Linked DNA regions of Sus scrofa: region 2 is linked to region 1. The links are chromatin contacts, called in public HiChIP or PLAC-seq maps. All regions are on one chromosome and are shown on one strand. The core of a region is the stretch at or near the end of the contact, and the rest is flanking DNA. Distances in the headings are between cores, read along the strand shown.

Evidence for each region. HiChIP or PLAC-seq counts read pairs in DNA pulled down with a chosen protein or histone mark.
Region 2: a contact with region 1 is called in an H3K27ac HiChIP or PLAC-seq map of alveolar macrophages. The contact joins the promoter of PGS1 here to the promoter of USP36 in region 1. A contact is called at or near these places in 1 of 5 promoter capture datasets (liver) and 1 of 2 datasets of contacts at active chromatin or transcription factors (alveolar macrophages).

Annotation. Positions count from the first base shown.
Region 1 is chr12:3,307,346-3,310,475 of Sscrofa11.1, reverse strand. It overlaps USP36 (ubiquitin carboxyl-terminal hydrolase 36), which reads right to left and starts at 1,300. Exons shown (of 22, transcript XM_021066521.1): 1 at 1,181-1,300.
Region 2 is chr12:3,627,463-3,630,585 of Sscrofa11.1, reverse strand. It overlaps PGS1 (CDP-diacylglycerol--glycerol-3-phosphate 3-phosphatidyltransferase, mitochondrial), which reads left to right and starts at 1,622. Exons shown (of 10, transcript XM_021066523.1): 1 at 1,622-1,795. The coding sequence starts at 1,662.

The DNA of each region.
Region 1 (3,130 bases), core at 51-2,550:
CACGTCCTCATGGATACCAGCTGGGTTTGTAACCCAATGAACCACAATGGGAACGCCGTCGGCAAAGCCTCTGATGCAACACTGGATAAGAGGCTCTTCAAAATTCAGAAAGGATACCCTCTCCTGTCCGTTTCCTGTGGTTCATAAACATCTCACACTTACCCCTGCTTGTTTCTACCTCGACTCAAAAGCTTCCTCCAAACAGTCGCCATTCAAGCACATTTTCCCTTCCCTCCCTTTAAATGCACTTTTCCAGTATAAACTGCACCCAAGACTGGCAGCGTCAACCACGTGCTGGCAGGGAGGAGCTCCGGACCAGGGGCTGGGGCCTCCCTGGGGCTCTTTCGGAGGGCTCTTCTGCAGAGCAAACAGCAGGCCGCAGCCAGGAGGGAGCAAGCTGAGCTCCCCTCTCCTCGGAGGCCTGATTGTCTGCATCCCTCGGAGACAGTGGACTGTGTCAGGACCACGATGCTTTCCTCTCTCATCTGTCTTGGTTTGAGGATGCTAGTCTCGCTCCTGGAACCCCAGGGGAGACCCAATGCTACGTGACCAAAGAAATGAGTATTTAAGAAACACATCTTGTACCGAGTCCTCACGTCCACCACGACCATGAGGAAAGCTACTTTCTCCACATCTCTTACTAAAAGGAAACAGACAGAACTCAGCTCAACTACCAAATGAACGCCCTTCCCATGATTCTGACTTAGGTCACTCCATTGGAAGTCTGAATCCTGCATAAAAGACGCTTCTGCATGTAACGACTGAGCCCAACATCGACAGCAGCGTGGGCTCCTGGCCAGGGCTGCTCTCCCTTCCACCAAGGGTCGGCCCAGGTGTGCGGAGAAGAGCAGAGAGCAGTCCTGGACAAGTCTCCCCGTCGGCCCTGGAGCTCCTCGCGGACCGCGTAGCCCGAGGCCTTCCTCTAGACCCCGGAGCCCCTCGCGGACGCGCAACCCTGGGGCCTCTCCGTGGGCTCCGGAACCGCTCGTGGACGCGCAGCCTGTGGGGACTGCGCAGCTTCACGACCTCCCCGTGGAACCCACAGTCCCTCGCAGACGAGCACTCAAGTGTCCCCAGAACCCTCCCAGCGCACGCCGCATCGGACTGCACCTTCCCACGCCCCGCCTGCCTGAAGCCCTCCACCCGGTCTGCGCGCTGCCCCGACCCAGCCCCAACCTACCTGGCCCTCGGCAGGCCGGGAAGCAGGCCCGCGGCGCTGGCGTCTACTCTGCACGGCCCCGCACACGCACCATCCGGGCCTCCGGCGCCTCACACACGTGTCACGATGACGCTTAAAGGCGCCAGCGACTCGCAGCCCGGGCGGCGGAACCCCTAAAGCCCTCTGCAGCTTTAAGAGGCGGGGCTAGCTTGGACCCCATTCCCTGGGCCCGCCCACAGCCGCTATACGCACCCTGTACGTCATCTCCCCTATCCGCGCTCCGCGAGCCTACGCGGTGACGCAAGCACGTAGAGCGGGAGTCGTCCCGCCCTCTAGGCCCTTGCCGGGCGAGTTCCGGAAAAGCACGTGAGGCGCCTGCTTCCGGGTCTGGCGCGCTGGGCGCACCTGTGGCGGCGTCCGACCTTCCTTCTTGCGCACTGTCCGGACGGGCGCGCGTGGCCCTGGCTCGCACCCTCTGAGGCCTTTAATAACCAAGACACTTGCCGGGCGAGAAGAGGGCTACAGGCCCAGTAAAGCCTGGTGTGGCGGAGCAAAGAGCTCTTGGGATGAAGGGGTCGGAAGTGAGGGCGAATGACCTTTACAGAGTGCGGGGCCTCGCGCAATTCCCAGACTCCACTCCCTTCCTCCAAAAGAGTCTTCCTGACTACAGTTAAGGTTTGAATTGGTTGAATGTTTGCAAACACGTTTTGCTTTTACAGTATTTTTAAAAATGTCTTTCACCTGAATCCGCCGGATTGCCTTCCGTCGGGTTCCCCAGAGCACGTGAAGAGAGCGCTGCTCGTGGCCTGACCTCCAGATACTCTCATAGAAGCAAAAGATGATTGTTATTTCACAGTAAACGACGTTTCCTAGAAGGAGTACACGACCCAACTGCTGACAAGTGTGAAGGGTGGGCTGGGCGGGTTCCTGGGTGAACCAACTAGAAACCCAGACCTAGTTGTCATGCCCCCTTTCCGCACAGTCCTTCAAGCAGGGATGGTGGGAGAGGATGGGTATAATTGAAACAAAATCGGAGTTCCCGTCGTGGCGCAGTGGTTGGCGAATCCGACTAGGAACCATGAGGTTGCGGGTTCGATCCCTGCCCTTGCTCAGTGGGTTAACGATCCGGCGTTGCCGTGAGCTGTGGTGTAGGTTGCAGACGCGGCTCGGATCCCGCGTTGCTGTGGCTCTGGCGTAGGCCGGTGGCTACAGCTCCGATTCAACCCCTAGCCTGGGAACCTCCATGTGCCGCGGGAGCGGCCCAAAGAAATAGCAAAAAAAAAAAAAGAAAAAGAAACAAAATCCACCGGTAGTTATTACTTGGTGTGGGGGGTGTTGAAAAAGCAGACAAGCATAAACAAACTCACAGGAGCCTGAGTTTACGCTCTACCCTGTCTCTGAGAATCCTCAACTACAGAGATTCAGATTGGGATTTGTCCCTGAGTCCTCTCTGTGCCCTAAAACAACGACTCAAGGCTTTCTCATTATTCCAGTCCTGATACAATGCATAAATGAGTGATTAAAAATATGGAGACATACTACCTAGCCATAAAAAAGAACGAAGTAATGTCATTTGCAGCAACATGGATGGAACTAGGGACTCATACTGAGTGAAGTAAGTCAGAAAGAGACAAATACTGTATGATATCACTTATAACTGGAATTTTTTTTTTTTTTTTGTCCTTTTGCCATTTCTTGGGCCGCTCCCTCGGCATATGGAGGTTCCCAGGCTAAGGGTCGAATCGGAACTGTAGCCACCCCCCTACGCCAGAGCCACAGCAACGTGGGATCCGAACCGCATCTGCAACCTACACCACAGGTCACGGCCACGCCGGGTCGTTAACCCACTGAGCAAGGGCAGGGATCGAACCCACAACCTCATGGTTCCCAGTCGGATTCGTTAACCACTGCGCCACGACGGGAACTCCGTAACTGGAATCTAATACACAGCACAAAGGAATCTTTCCACAG
Region 2 (3,123 bases), core at 373-2,872, 320 kb before region 1:
TCAAATTCCACCTTGTACTTGTAAAGCTATTGGGACTTAAAGGAAAAATTTAAATCTGAAATACTCCTGGATTGTAAACAATTTAGAAATTCTTTTTTTTTTTTTTTTTTGTCTTTTAAGGGCCAGACCTCCAGCATATGGAGTTTCCCACGCTAGGGGTTGAATTGGAGCTGTAGCTACTGGCTTACACCACAGCCACAGCAACGCCAGATCCAGCCGAGTCTTCAACCTACACCACAGCTCACGGCAATGCCTGATCCTGAACCCACTGAGGGAGGCCAGGGATTGAACCTGAGTCCTCATGGATGCTAGCTGGGTTCGTTAACCACTGAACATAATGGGAACTCCAAAGCGACTTCCTCATTGTTGATTGCTTCCACACTTTTTTTTTTGGCTGCACCTGTGGCATATGGGAAGTTCCCAGGCCAGGGAGGGGGTCAAATCCAGCCGCAGCTGCAAGCTATGATTTATGCCACAGCTATGGCAACATCGATCCTTAACCTCCTGCACCACAATGGGAACTCCTTCCACACTTTTGACATGAACAATGCTGAGATGAACCTTCGTGTATGGAGGTGTAATTGATTTCTTTGGCATAATTCGTTAGAAACAGAATTCAGAATGTTTTGTATCTAGTGTGGCCATAGCTTTTTAACCGCACAATACTTCCCTGGAATAAGTTGGATATGATCATCTTCTAATCCGTTCCCATTCCCAAGTCCTTGCACGTGTGGCTCCTGCCAAGGAAGCACATGATAGAGAGGAGAGTCATCGCTCCTGCCTCTCCCAATACTGCAACTCTTCCTTTTTAAAATTAGCTACAGAAAGTGTTCTTGGCTACACGGGTGAGCTCTTTCAGCCTCTTTGGCCATGGAGCTGTAGTTCTCAGGGGCGGGTCATAGCCACGTGTACGCATTTGGGTGGATGGAGGGTTCTTCACTGAACCTAGACTGGCTGGGCTGAGCTGTTAGTATTTTTTTCTCTTCTTTTTATGGCCACAGGTGCGGCATATAGAAGTTCCCAGTTTAGGAATACAATCCGAGCTGCAGCTGCCGGCCTAAGCCGAAGCATCATGGGATATGAGCCGCATCGCAGGTCACGGTAACACCGTACTCTTAACCCAGTAAGGGAGGCCAGGGATTGAACGCGCGTCCTCCTGGATACTAGTCGGGTTTGTTACCTCTGAGCCCCAGCGGGAACTCCCTGGCTGAGCTGTTCTGTGCCCTGGAGCTGCAGGCTTCGGGGGCTGACAAGGTGAAAATGGTCCGCCTGGGTCTGGTGGGGATTTTCTGTGCTCAGTGAGCCCAGATGAGTCAGCAGTCACCCAGTACTGTACATCCTACCTAACACCTTGGGATGTGTCGGGGGTGGCTCCGGCGGCTGTCAGGTACAGCCGGAACTCTCCTGCGACCTGACAGGTGATGCTCCCCGCCCTCCAGCCCTATCCTGTGTCGAGGCCGAGTCCGGGGATGCGAGTGCTCTCGCCCCGCTCCCCCGTGGCCTGACACTGGCGCGCGGCACACACCTGTGCCCACCTGGCGAGAAACTGAGGCTGCGGGGCGGGGCCGCCTCTGCGCTGCGGCCGCTGCGCGCAGCCCGTGTCCGCGCGCGCCGTTGTCAATAAAGTTCTCACGCGCCGGAAGCGGAAGCGGCGAGTCTCCATGGCGGCGGCGGCTGCAAGGCCGGTGTTCTGGAGGCGCCTGCTGGGCCTCCTGCCTGGCCGCCCCGGGCTGGCTGCGCTCCTGGGGCGCCTGTCCGACCGCCTTGGCAGAAACCGGGACCGCCGGCGGAGGAGGTGAGAGGGCGGCGGGCCGCGGGCGCGCCCGGCCCCGACCCCGCGTCCCCGACGTCGCAGCGAGCCCTTCGCGTCCAGCGCGCGGGCCCGCCTGGGCCCCAGGGCTCCGCCTCGCCGCCGGCTTCCCGGGAGGCGGTGGCCTAGGGCCGCGGGGGCGGGGGGCGAGCCCGGCCTTGGTCCGCGTCCGCTGGAGCGGAGGGGCTGTGTGCGCGCTCCCGGTGGGGGCTGAGTTCGTGCTTCGGTTTGGGTTGTAGCGTGTGAGTGTTGGAGAATCTTCGCGAAAGACACTGTTTGGGTCCGGAGGGGTCTTTTCCTTAAGTAATCCTGGCTGCGAGGTGACTTGGCGGGAGTGAATCAGCCTTGCTGGGATTCTGTGCGTGCAGCATTTCTCATATCCTGCCAGAGAGGGCTGTGAAGCAATCCTGAGTCAGTCGTACTCAGGCGAGGGAAGAGGAACCACTCGAAACCCCTTAGACCTTTCAGAGGGCCTGTGTTCTGGAAAAGTACTGAAGTGAGTTATGGAAATGGTGAAGCAGGCTTTGAAGCAATTCGTTCAGGCAGTGGTCTTTCAAAATAAACATTTGTCAAGGACATGCTGACCTAAGAGGCCTGCTGCTGTTGTGTATATATAGGAATTCTTTTGTGTGCAGATAGTTTTCTTAGAAAAACTCGAGCCTGAACTCGAGCCTTACACTTGTTCCTTAAGAAAAAAAAAAAAAATCTTAGAACCACATCCTTTTGTAGAATTTTTGCCCGTCTTAGAAGCATTTTTATCTGCTGCTGGGGTGAGAGTTGACCTCCTGGCCTTTGGTACAGAGATCTGTGGTCCAGTCATGTGTGCTGATTCTACGTATGGAAAGGGACTTGCTTCATATTGGGTTACGTTGGCAGATTTTCAGCAAAAATTCAAGTTTGACTTAGGGGAACTTTTTGTGATGGAATCAGCACAGGACGGAACTCTTGGAAGCTGAGTGATCAGAAGTGCTTTGAATTTCACACGAGCGAACCCAGTGGGAGTGGGGTGTAGAGGAGGTGCCCCCCCCACTTCTGTAATTCGTGCTTGGGAAAGACCTGTTCTTTCAGTTGAGTAGTGAAGTCATATGACTTCTACATCCTGGCGTCAAACCACTGAGAGATTTGGTTTAAAGTTTCAGAAAAAAATGTTCTCAAGGACAATATGTTTAGATCGTTTTGTCATTTCCCCGTATGTATTTAAACGATACAAGAAACAGTTCATGATTAATCATTGTGTAACATTGAGATTGATTGCTAAAGGACGTTGGGGCAATTGCCACAAGTTCTTTTAAGACAGACATTTCTCTTGAGTG